2 separate regions of the Mus musculus genome follow, and region 1 is linked to region 2. A link is a contact called in public promoter capture Hi-C data. All regions are on one chromosome and are shown on one strand. Each heading gives the region's core, a stretch centred on a gene start, on an enhancer-like site or on the middle of the called end of the contact. The rest is flanking DNA. Distances are from core to core; before and after follow the strand shown.

Evidence for each region. Capture Hi-C pulls out chosen DNA fragments and counts their contacts.
Region 1: a contact with region 2 is called in a promoter capture Hi-C map of pancreatic islet. The contact joins the promoter of H2-M3 here to the promoter of Ubd in region 2. A contact is called at or near these places in 1 of 39 promoter capture datasets (macrophages), 1 of 15 datasets of contacts at CTCF or cohesin (the NIH/3T3 cell line), 1 of 484 Hi-C or Micro-C datasets (Th1 cells), 1 of 115 datasets of contacts at active chromatin or transcription factors (embryonic stem cells) and 3 of 9 other capture datasets (adipose tissue, liver and pancreatic islet).

Annotation. Positions count from the first base shown.
Region 1 is chr17:37,266,881-37,273,025 of GRCm38.p6, reverse strand. It overlaps H2-M3 (histocompatibility 2, M region locus 3), which reads right to left and starts at 2,792. Exons shown (of 8, transcript NM_013819.2): 1 at 2,692-2,792; 2 at 2,235-2,504; 3 at 1,753-2,028; 4 at 482-757; 5 at 274-378. The coding sequence starts at 2,764. It also overlaps the pseudogene Gm25104.
Region 2 is chr17:37,192,011-37,198,085 of GRCm38.p6, reverse strand. It overlaps Ubd (ubiquitin D), which reads right to left and starts at 4,194. Exons shown (of 2, transcript NM_023137.3): 1 at 4,114-4,194; 2 at 1,985-2,840. The coding sequence starts at 4,134. The coding sequence ends at 2,373. Olfr94 (olfactory receptor 94) reads left to right here and starts at 120. Exons shown (of 1, transcript NM_001011518.1): 1 at 120-1,280. The coding sequence starts at 120. The coding sequence ends at 1,280.

The DNA.
Region 1 (6,145 bases), core at 1,543-4,042, 76 kb before region 2:
ACTGGCTTACACATACATACACATAAACATACACATGGACACATACACACATATGTATGTACATACATACATACATATATGACTAGCGTATACCTACATTATAAACACAGCATCTACATCATATACTCATAGATAGACAATAACATAAAATAAACTATTGTGTCTTTTGAGATGGTGGGCCAAATGTCTACCCAGTGAACAGGCAGGAACAATTCCAACTAAGACCTGGAGTCCAGAGGTGAGAAAAAGGACTCAGTCAACCCTTTTGCTTACCTGCACCCCTCCTCTTGCACACCACAACAATAGTGATCACACCTCCCAGGAGAACCAGACTAGCAACGATGACCATGATGACGACAGATGATTGAGACGATCTTCCTGGGAAAGGAGTGGAGGGTGAGAGTCATGATGCCCAGTTCTCAGTTCTGATCTTAATCTAGGCTCCTTCTTTCCTTGACTCTGTTACCCTTCTCTTCCTTACCCCATTTCAGGGCAAGGGGCTCGGTTAGCCCCTCATGGTGCACATAACATGTGTATCTCTGCTCCTCTCCAGAAGGCACCACCACAGCTGCCCACTTCTGGAAGGTTCCATCCCCTGAAGGCCTCGTTTCCACAAGCTCCATGTCCTGGGTCAGGTCCTCTTCATCCTTCTGCCAGGTCAGGGTGATGTCAGCAGGGTAGAAGCCCAGAGCCCAGCACCTCAAGGTAACATCACCTTTGGGTCTCGGGTGATGGGCCACATGTGCCTTTGGGGGATCTGGGTGGGGGAAAGGTGGAAAATTCAAGTATTTTGCATTATTTTTGGAGAGTCATTGGAGATCATAGGAGCATCCTCTGGATGGACAGAATTAGGGCACAGGAGGGATGTAAGCACCATACGGGAGTCTGGATCCAGGGACCTATCATGATCCATTCCTTGGAATGTTCTAAAATCAGGGTTAGTGCACTGGATAGTTTTATGTCAACTTGACACAAACTAAAGTTATATGAGAGGAGGGAATCTCCGTTAACAAAATGACAGCATAAGATCAAATTGTAGGCAAGACTAGAGGTCATTTTCTTAATTAGTGATTGATGCTGTGGGGCCCAACTCATTGTGGGTGGTTCCATCGCTGGGCTTGAGGTCTGGGTTCTATAAGAAAGCAGGCTGAGCAAGCCATGGGGTGCAAGACAGGAAGCAGCACTCCTCCATGTCATGTAGATCAGTTATTTGACTTTCTGTCCTGACTTTCTTCAATGACAAACAGTGCTGAAAGGGTAAGCCAAATAAACCCTTTCTTCCCCAACTTGCTTTTGGCCATGGTGTTTCTTTGTAGCAATAGAAGCCCTAAGAGAAAATCTAGTAGGGAGCTTCACATTTCCCATCTCTAGTCCTGATTAGGTTGAGCAGAGACTCACAGCATTAGTGCAGTGTGACTTCCAAAGACATTAGGGGTGTTGAGAGAACCAGACCTGAAAGAGGCCATGGTACACAATGAGCTGCAGACTGAATGGAAGTGGTTGGTTGTGTATCTCAGGGTGTTTTCTCCTTCCATTCTGGGACAGATTCAAATGTTCTGAAAGTAGGGTCAGCCCTGGGGACAGTCACTCTCTGATGTTGGATCAGGAAGGCCAGTACCACTCTTCCTCCTCCTTGTGCAGTATTCCAGCGGATCTGGTATTTCCTCCCTCCCCAGACATCAAGAGCCTCACTTGTATGTTTGAGGGGGTTATCTTTGCTTACTAAAAGTGGTTCCTAGTTGTTCCTCATACCTGCTCGCTGAAGAATCTCCTTGCCATTCCGCAGGAATCTGTGGAGCAGCTCCAGGCACTCTCCCTCCACATAGGCCCTGAAGTACTCTGCTGTGCCAGCTGACTCTAAACGGCTCTTCGTGATCTGAGACACCATGTCCACTGCAGTCCAGGAGCTCAGGTCTTCATTCAGGGTGATGTAATCTGAGCCATCATACGCAGCCTGATAGTGGGCTCCAAGAAGGCGCATGTCTGGCCCTACCTCACAGGAAACCATCCACTGCAGGATGTGAGAGCCTAGCCACAAACAGGGTGTCAGCCTTAGCCACCTCACCCTGCTCCGCCCGCCAACAGGATTTGGACCTAAACTGAAAGTGAAACCGGTTAAAGGTTTCTGAGAGCTCTGAAGCCCAACTCCAAACATCTAACCTGGCACCCAGGGCTACTCTGGTTTGGCAGTAGACAGACAGGAAGGAGTCTGACCCAGGCTTAGGGTCACTCACCGCCTTCACTCTGGTTGTAGTAGCGGAGCAGGGTCCGAAGGTTTGCTCTGGCACTTTGTGCAATATTCTTGACCTTGAGTTTCAGCTCCTTCCAGTACTCTGGTCTTTCCTTCTCCATCCAAGGTGCACGAGGTTCCATCCTCGGAATTTCCTCAATGCTATCACAGCGCTGAAACTGCACGTCGTCAACATAGCCCACAGAGATATACTGGGGCTCCCCACGGCCCGGCCGTGACACCGCAGTGTGGAAATAGCGCAGTGAATGTGAGCCTGGGGGCGAGGCAGGGTAACTTCAGAACTCTTCCCTGATAACCCCGGGCCAGTGAACAAGCATTGGGTTGGGGGTGGGGCAGGGAGCGGAACTCAGGTCCCGGCAGAAAAGGGATCCCCGAGCACCTGGTCCCGATGCCGTGATCCTCTCTTTAGAGGTTATTTACTTCCCGACCCCTGAACTCACCAGAACCTGTTTGGGTAACAGCCAAAGAGACCACCACCATGTGCAGGAGAGCGCGGTTGCTTGAGGACCCCATCCTTCCCGTGGTAGCCCTGATTAGATTCGCTAAGTACACGCCAACCAATTAGAATGGGAATTGGAGAAGCGTCATCAGTATCCGGGCAAAAGTACCCGACAAAGTTTACAGAGTTACAGAGAAGTGAAACCTCAGAGGAAATGGGGGAATCTCCAATGCTGGGTTAAACCTGGAAACTGGGCTTGGATTTGATCTCTGTTCTCCTACACTGAGTACTTAATGTCACGTTTCCTAGAACATTTTTAATATTCTAGGATCAGTATGTTCTCTAAAACAAACAAAACGGTTTTTTTTTCGTTTTGTTTTATGTGTACTGATGTTTTGCTTATATTTATGTATGTGCACCTCATGAATGCCTGGTGACAGCAGAGGCTAGAAGTGGGCATCTGACACCCTGGAACTTGTGATACTGGTCCTATCAATTGCCACATGAGTTCTGGAAATAAGACCCAGGCAAACTCCATGGATAAGTTTTATGAGTTAGGTCTACCAATAATTATCACTTGGGGTGCACACTTATAAACCCAGTCTCCAGGACATATAGGATTTTGGAAGGAGTTCAAGGTTGTCTTCAGCTAGGGAGTTCAGTAACACAGTGAGATGAGGAGCTCTGGTAAGAAATGTTCCAAGAGGTCTTATGGTCAAACCTTTTAGTTATTAGGAGTGGAAGCCCCTGAGTTTTTCTTGTTTGCAAGCTCTAAAGTCCTCCCATCCCACTGGGGATCCAAGCAAGAGTTCTTGGAATCAGTGTAGGCACAGGAAACTGACTTGGATGCAGATTCATTAACACAGTTGGCAATTTGGGAAATAGCTCTGGCAGATAGAAAACAAGGACAATATTTAAACAAAAATATTGAGATAAAGACTAATGAATCTAAAGTTGATTTTAGCAGTTTGATGGTTTGCCATAGACAATATGATTACTCAATTTTCACTCAGAAATCATATTAGTCACAAATGTCATAAATGAACTGTTTAGATGGTATGCTGTATTTCAATAGGCCCACTTGCTGTATATAAACAGCAGTCCCTACAGGTAAATTAGCCAAACTCTCACCCCTATTGCTCAATTTCCATGTTGTTTTGTCTTGTTTTATATTTTGAGACAGGGTTTCTTAGTCCTATCTGTCCTGGACTCAATTGGTAGTTGATGTGGCCTTGAACTCACAGAGATCCTCCTGCCTCTGCCTCCTGAGTGTTGGGGTCAAAGGTGTGCAATGCCATGCCTGGTTCAGACTCCATGTTTGATCACAAATGATCCACGGTGTCAGTAGAACTCAGCTTAAAGCTCGTCATTTTAATTTGCAGTATATTACTCTAAGTTTCATGACTTTCTGCATTCACTATATGTTGGATTTCTCAAGAACTGCTGTGGCGCTGCCCCACCTTTGATATTATTGCCACCCTTTCCTCTCTTGTAATTGGCCAAAGGTTTTACCAAAATGTTATTATTTTCAACATCAATGAAATGACTAGAACAAAAAGAAAATGAGTGGCTTGATTCTTATGGGAAATGAAATTTGGACAGAGTGATTCCTTGGAGAGAAAACCCCAAGATGTTAATGCCCAAGATGCTGCTGGGAAAGTATGAGAGGGTTCATTCTGGTCTTCCCTCTGTCAGAACACAAAGTGAGATCTGCTGAGATTAAGTATTGTAAGTATAAGTAAATTCATCTATCCATTTTAAAGTATGTACTGCAGCTTAGACTGATGTAATACTGGCATAAAATTTCTCTCATTTCCCCCTATTTCTATATCTCTCACTTTCTCTTTTACCCCTCCCTTCTTTCATCCCTCACTCCCATCCTTCCTTAGACAAGTTGTCCTATAGGCCAAGCTAGTGTGAAAATCTCAATGTAGCTCAGGTGAACTAACCTTTTCAACTCTTTTTTAAAAAATTATTAATTCAGTTTTTTTTTATACTTTAAATCCCTATCACAGTTTCCCCTTTCTCCTTTCTTCCCAATCTCTCCCTTTCCACTCCCCTCCCTCTCTCCTCACAAAAGGATCCTCCAATGGATATCAACCCTCCTTAGCATTTCAACTTGCAGTGAAGACTAGGCACATATTCTCCTACTGAAGCTAGGTAAGGCATCCCAGTTAGGGAAAAGGAATTCAAAGGCAGACAACAGAGTCAGAGACAGCCCCTGCTCCTGCCGTTAGGAGTCCCACAAGAAGACCAAGCTGAGCAACTGTTACATATGTGCAGAGGGCCTAGTGACCCTCTATCTCTTGAAATCTTGGCTTATGTGTAATGTGCCTTCACATGGATTTACAGGGTCTTATTTTTTTTCCCTCTGTTGAAAGGAAGTTTAGACCACAGCAATGGGTGAGTGAGGGTAAGTGGGGGACATCTTTAATTGCAGGTGGTGAAAATTACACCATAGACAGAGTAGGTTCACTGTATAAGTCACTGTCTGGAAATCTTTTATTTTCCTGGTTTGTTTATAGATTTGTGGGAGAGGGATGTGTACTCTGGGTGTCCGTGAAACTTTCAGATCTCAGGATAGGCTGTGTGATCAAGCATTTGATATGTTGTAAATATATTCAGGATGTGTGTGTGTGTGTGTGTGTGTGAGAGAGAGAGAGAGAGAGAGAGAGAGAGAGAGAGAGAGAGACTTTAGTGGATCTGGTGATAGAGTTGGGCATATGCATTCATGTAAGAATGAGAGAGGAGATAAGGAGAAGGGAGAAAGACCAAAGAATTAGAGTATTCATCTCTTATCTGAATTATCTGTTAAAATCAATATTCATCAAAGTAGCAGGTTATGTTCCAGTGTTGGTAACAAATTAGGTTATATTTGGTGTTAAATAAACACATGACTATGTAGGAGTGTTTATAGTGGAAAGGGGTGAATATATTATCAGAAAAGATAAAAATAATTTGTGAACTGTAATAGGATATACTTCTTACATCATTTCTTGTACATAGTCCCAAATCCTTGGCCATGTGTGTCAGTTAATATGATTTGTGATTCTTGAAATGTCCTACCATCAACAGTTACATTTAGAACATTTCTCCTAGCTTTTCACAGTGGCAGTATCGTAGCCAATGAGGTTTATCCAAGGCAAGATTATTGCTAATTGAGAACATTTCTCCTCCACGTGTGTGCATGGCAGCCATCTCCTTGCTGTCTGTGTTGAGTCACTGATAATATAGTGAAATTTCCATACTGCTTCTGAGGCCAACTAATCTGAATACATCATACAGGACAATAAAATGACAAAACCACTATGCCTCTGTTGCTAAAGTCATTTACTCAGTCTAGGACATAGATCACTTGTCTTTGGTGTGTTGTTTTCATGTGTTCTAATTATCATTAAATTTAACATCATGATCAGGGGAATCTTGTGGATAAAGTGTAGATGCAAACTGTGATA
Region 2 (6,075 bases), core at 2,945-5,444:
CAGACCTGGTTAGCTAGCGATAGACTTAGGACAATTTGATCTTGTAAGTTGTGTCTAATTGGCTCACCTGTTAAGCACAGTTTCTATCCCCCTTGAAGGACTTGTAAAGGAATACTGGGATGTGGCTATGTAACAAAACCAAAACTTGGGCATGTGCCGAGTTTATCCCATATTGGAGGTTCTTGTTTGTTGTGGTTAGCGGTAAGACAGGGTTTTACTATGTAGCTCTGGCTGGCCTCGAACTCACAGAAATTTCTGGCCTTTGCCTCCCAGCGCAAGGCCCGCAACACTGTCTAGCATTAAATATTTTTGTCTCGCCTTCCGAACCTTCTTGGAGTTTTCCCCCTCAGGCTAACCACAGCTCAGCGGAGCGCTTCCTACTGCTGGGTTTCAGCGACTGGCCCTCTCTGCAGCCTGTCCTCTTCGCACTGGTCCTTCTCTGCTACCTACTAACGCTCACCGGCAACGCGGCGTTGGTGCTGCTGGCCATTCGCGACCCTCGCCTGCACACACCCATGTACTACTTCCTTTGCCACTTGGCTCTGGTGGATGTGGGTTTCACCACTAGTGTGGTGCCACCGCTGCTGGCCAGCCTGCGCGGCTCAATGCTGCAGCTACCGCGCGCTGGGTGCATGGCTCAGCTGTGCTCATCGCTGGCGCTGGGCTCCGCCGAGTGCGTGCTGCTGGCCGTCATGGCGCTGGACCGCGCGGCTGCGGTATGCAACCCTCTGCGCTACACCTCACTGGCCTCGCCGCTACTGTGCCGCACGCTGGCCGGAGTCTCCTGGCTCGGTGGCCTGGCCAACTCCGCGGCGCAGACCGCCCTGCTGGCCGCGCGTCCCCTGTGCGCACCCCGCTGTCTGGACCATTTCATCTGCGAGTTGCCGGCGCTGCTGCAGCTGGCCTGCCGCGGCGGCCGCAGCGCCACCGAGCGCCAGATGTTCGCCGCGCGTGTGGTCATCCTGTTGGTGCCTTCGGCGGTCATCCTGGCCTCCTACATCGCCGTGGGCCGCGCGGTCTGGGGCATGCACTCCAGCTCTGGCTGGCGGAAAGCGGCGAGCACATGTGGCTCTCACTTGACCGCGGTCTGCCTATTTTATGGCTCTGCCACCTACACCTACCTGCAACCCACGCATAGTTACAACCAGGGCCGTGGCAAATTCGTCTCGCTCTTCTACACGGTGGTCACTCCCGCTCTCAATCCTCTCATCTACACACTGAGGAACAAGGAAGTGAAGGGGGCGGCACTGAGGCTCTTGCGGAGTCTGGGGAGGCCATAGGTGGGACAGTGAAAAAACTGAGAAGGGCTCAGAGTCCTGGAAATAGGATGCTCATAATTTTTGTCTGTGCATAAGGATCTGCAAGTTTTGTGCTCCGTGAGTTCTGGGTTAGTAGCGAGATTCTTTTCTCTCACCGGGTAGGGTTTGAATTCTTGCGGGGTGCGGAGAGGGGACTCCTGAAATATATAAACACTCTTAAATGGTGATGTGGTAAATGGCTCTTGGGACTCTCAGTAAGGAGGGAAGCAGGATGCAGGAGGGGGTCAGATGCACTCTGAGGAGACTTTGTACCAGCCCTGAAGAATCCACCTGGAGATAAGATGATGAGCACCCTGGTGCTGACCTTTATTTTTTTCTCCAGGCTTACAAAAGACCTTAAAAAATTCCATGACCTCGCCCATCAGGTGGAGTCTCTCTCGGGTTAACAAAGAAGTTATGGGCCCCACCTTACAGAGATCTCTTCCAGAAACAAGACATGGTTTCCATTCTTGGGGAGCCAGTCCAGCTAATGCAAACCTAGCCAGGTCACCATGCCCACTACAGAACGTCAAAGAATGTCTGCAAATAATAGGCAATTGTGCTGGCCCTGGTTAAACTGGGACTCCCATCTGCCGGATAGGATAAGGCTCTTCCCCTTCCTTGCCCACCCGACACGTGGAGAGGGTGTTAGGTTTTATTTCATACCAAATATCTTTAAGAAGATGATGACTGAATTTAAATAATTTATTAGACTATGATCCAGTTATGGTAAACAATCATATTCCATAACACATTCTTTCTCTATACTCTATAATTAAAATTCAATTTGGTTCAACAATCATTCATTGATCCACCTTCCCCTGCATCCCAAGTCCTGGAATTAAGTTTGCACCACCACACCTGACTAAAGGTTCAGCTTTTGCCCTCATCAACAACCCTGCGAATGAACTATGTTAGAAACAAGATTCACAGACTTGACAAATACTTTTAATCTACTCCACTTCCCTCAAATATTTATTTCATTCTCGTTAATTTTTTATATCATCAAGAGATGTGATTGGTAATAGCTCAGAGGAAATCGGCTTTGAGCTTCTCATCACCGCATCCCCGTGGTCATCCCCCAGTGCAGTGTGTTGTCAGAAAGAGCAAACTGCCACTCTTGATGTTGTAGTCAGCCATGATCTTTCCATCTTCCAGCTTCTTTCCGTTGCAATTCACAACCTGCTTCTTAGGGATCACAGAGGTCACACTCTCGATCATCTCTTTCACCTGGGCCACTGAGCTGGATCTTCGAACTCGGAGGAGGTGCCTTTGCCCCTCGTTTTTGGACTCCACCAGAAACAAGGGCAGCTCTTCATCACTGGGCTTCACCACCTTCAGGGTAAGGTGGATAGTGGTTTCCTTGTCAATCCCATAGGATGACAATTTTCGATGGGGCTTGAGGATTTTGGAGTCTAGCAGAAGGATCTGGTCCTGTACAGAGACCTTGGTTTGGGACCTAATATGTTCATTTATCTTCTTCACTTTGTCATTCTCAGTGGTCTCAAAGGTCATTAACCGCCATTGGTCTGAACGGACAACCTAGGCAAAGAAAGCCAAGAGCGTCATCTAAGAACGCCTGCCACCCTCTACCCCCTACTCCTCAGCTTCACTGTTCTCCTGGTTGGCCCTCTGGCTCCTTCTCAACAGTCTGCATCTCTCCCTCTCTTGCAACTTTTGATTCCTACATCATAACCCAAATCAGAACATCGGCTTCGTGAAACTATAGGGCTTCAAACGTTGTATACAGATCCCTAAGCAAACCCAAAGAGGATTTCCAAGATTTGGCAGCCTCACAGAATGCTCTCAGCCATGACTCACCCTCTGTGACTAATTCAGAAAGAACCCTAGTTAAGACATAGTCTCTACACTGCTGCGTTCTTATTAATGTTCCCGTCCATTTCTGGTAATGTCCATGTTGTGGTGATGCTGTGCTTAATGGTGTTAATGTGTATCTCTTGTATTTTATATCCATTGATATAGAACATAATATCCTTTTTAAATTAGACCAGGATCCCATTCACAGAAGACAAAAACTATATCTGAGTTTAACTTCATTTACTGAAGAATTAAGTTAGGGAAGAATCAGGCCTGTAAACTTTATGAAAACTTCCTCATACTCCATTCAAGGAACCTTCCCAACCTAGATATTCCATATTCTTCTTCAGTTTTGTCTTGTATTGGACATTGCCCTAATTGCACATTCTTTACATTGGAGCATAACCTGTTTAAGGTAATGTGTTAGTTATGTCACCAATAACAAGAAAAACAAGTTTTATGAAGTTTTCCTTTGAAAAGAGAGAGACGCTTAAGGCTGAGAACTCTGTAAGTTATTTTCCTAATTTCACATCTTGCCAGCCTCATGAAGCAAAGTGTCCTACCATTTCTCCTAAGTGGGGATGGCAAAAATGGCTCAGCTGTTTAAATAAATAACAAATAAGTAAATCAATCAATCAATCAGTCAGTCAATAAAATCTCTTGCTGCCAAGCCTCACCTTTAAGCTTGATCCCTAGAACCTATGTGGTGAAGAGAGAGAACTGACTCCTGAAGGTTATCTTCTGGCTCTGACCCACCATATACATGCACACATATAATAAATAAAATATTTTAAAAGTTTAATAAGTCAAATGACCAACCTCTCTTCAGAGTACCCTCTTCCTATTGTGCAGTTATCAATGTCTGCCTTTTCTCCTAAATGTTTCTCACCCAACTGCCTCACCTTCTAGACCACTGTCCCCTCCCAAGTTGTGGAACTGTACCCCCAATACATGGAAATACTTTTCCTTCCCATTCGTTTACCAAACCCCAACTTACACAGGTGCGGACAGAAGCCATGTCTGTAGTCAGAGGCTGAATAAGAAAAGAGTCCTTGTGTCTGCTTATATGTGAGTAGCTGGGTTGGAAATCCCCAAGTTCAATGTGTTGTCCAGTTTAGCAGCAACCTTTGTTCTCAATAATTCCTTTCACTTTTGCTGGGGTAGAGTTCATAATGGACACTGTTTGTACACAGATTTCTCCCCTTAGCCAATCTATCTGTATTCCTAGTTCTGTGCATAGAATAGTCATTCTAAGATAGGAATTTTGCCCAGGCTGAAAATCCCCCTACCTTCTCCCAATCCTGCCTTAGTTCTGCCCAGCTACTACTAATCTTCCACTAGCTAGCTTGATAATTTGTGATGCTTGCTTACCCTCCCTCACTGCCTAAATGAGCCTGGACTGCAGCTGTGACTTGGTGTCCTGGGGTAGGGTACCGCTTGCTACATACATTATGTTGTAAAAATATGTTCCCCTCTTTTAATATAGGTTAACATAGAAGGCCATTCCTGGTGTCTCCCCAGCATATAGAACCTTGCTTATAAAGTCTTTAAACACACACACATACAAACACACACACACTTACTTTGGATTCTTGGTTCTTGAACCTCTAATACATTTCCCAACCTGACTCAGAATCTGCAAACCAAACATACTACTTGAGAACAATCCAAAATCAACAGTTAAATTCTGACTCCTACCTTTCTCCATATGTGCACCACAGTTCCTGGATTCCCACCCCCACCCCCTTGGCTCTCAGATGCCTCCTCTCCCTGAGGCCAGAGACATGTGATGGTGCTATTCCCTCACTGTTGAAAGTTGGTTGAATGAGACCAAGATTGTGACTGAGCTGTCTCCTCAAGAAACCTGATACTCCTAATATTCCAAGTTTGACATTGGCTTCTGAGGTAGGACACTCCATGAAACTAATTTTCAAAATTGTTTATTAAACAGCTTCAGGGGTTCTCCCCCCCCCCCAAAGAACTCTGTAAATTTTCCAAATTATTCCTCTTGTTTTCTGTACTTGAAGTGGCTATGTACTCATCCACTGAAAAACCTTTTTTTCTTTTTTTGATCATGTTTTCCCCTCCCCCAATTCCTCCCAAATCTTCCTTCTCACCTCCCTACCCGCCCAACTTTACGTTCTTTCTCTGTCTCTCAAACACACACACACACACACACACATTCAAAAATGTAAAAACAAATAAGCAAAAGACCATAAAGACCATGAGACAAAACAAAGAAAACAAAAACCTCCAAACAAAGCAAAAAGTCTACAAAATATACCATCAGTCAGTAGTGGGCCAGCTACTTCTGGTTATGTAGCCTGCCCTAAAGTATGATTAATTTACCTAATGAGACTCCATTGGAGAAAGCTGATATTTCTCTTCACTGGGCAGTATCAATTGCAGAAACTTCTTAGGAATGGGACCCCAATGTTCACTCCCCCCTTTAATAACACCTTAAACTGTGTCATTTTATTTTAGGGGGTTCCATTCTGAAGAATTTGGCTTACAGAGTACCTGTGCTGAATAAGACAATCAAAAAGGTTGCTTGATTCAAGGCCTGTGCTATAATGAGGTAGAATTTCTAAAAGAAATCTTCCCAAGGTAATGGACCTGCCTTTGTTGCCCAGGTAAATCAGAGACTGGCCAAGATATTAGAGATTGGTTAAAAGTTACATTGTGCATGCAGGCCCCAAAGCTCAGGACAGGTAAAAAAATTAATAAAACCATTAAGGGATCCTTACCAAATTGACAGCGGAGACTGGCGCTATGATTAGATAGCTCTCCTACCCTTTATGCTCTTCAGGGATAAAAACACCCCTGGACAGTTTAGACTGACCCCCCTATAAATTACTCTACAGGGGGCCCCCTCCACTGGTAAAAATAGCCTTTGTACATGGTGCTGACATGCTGCTTTCCCAGCCTTTGTTCTCTAGGCTCAAGGTGCTCCAGTGAG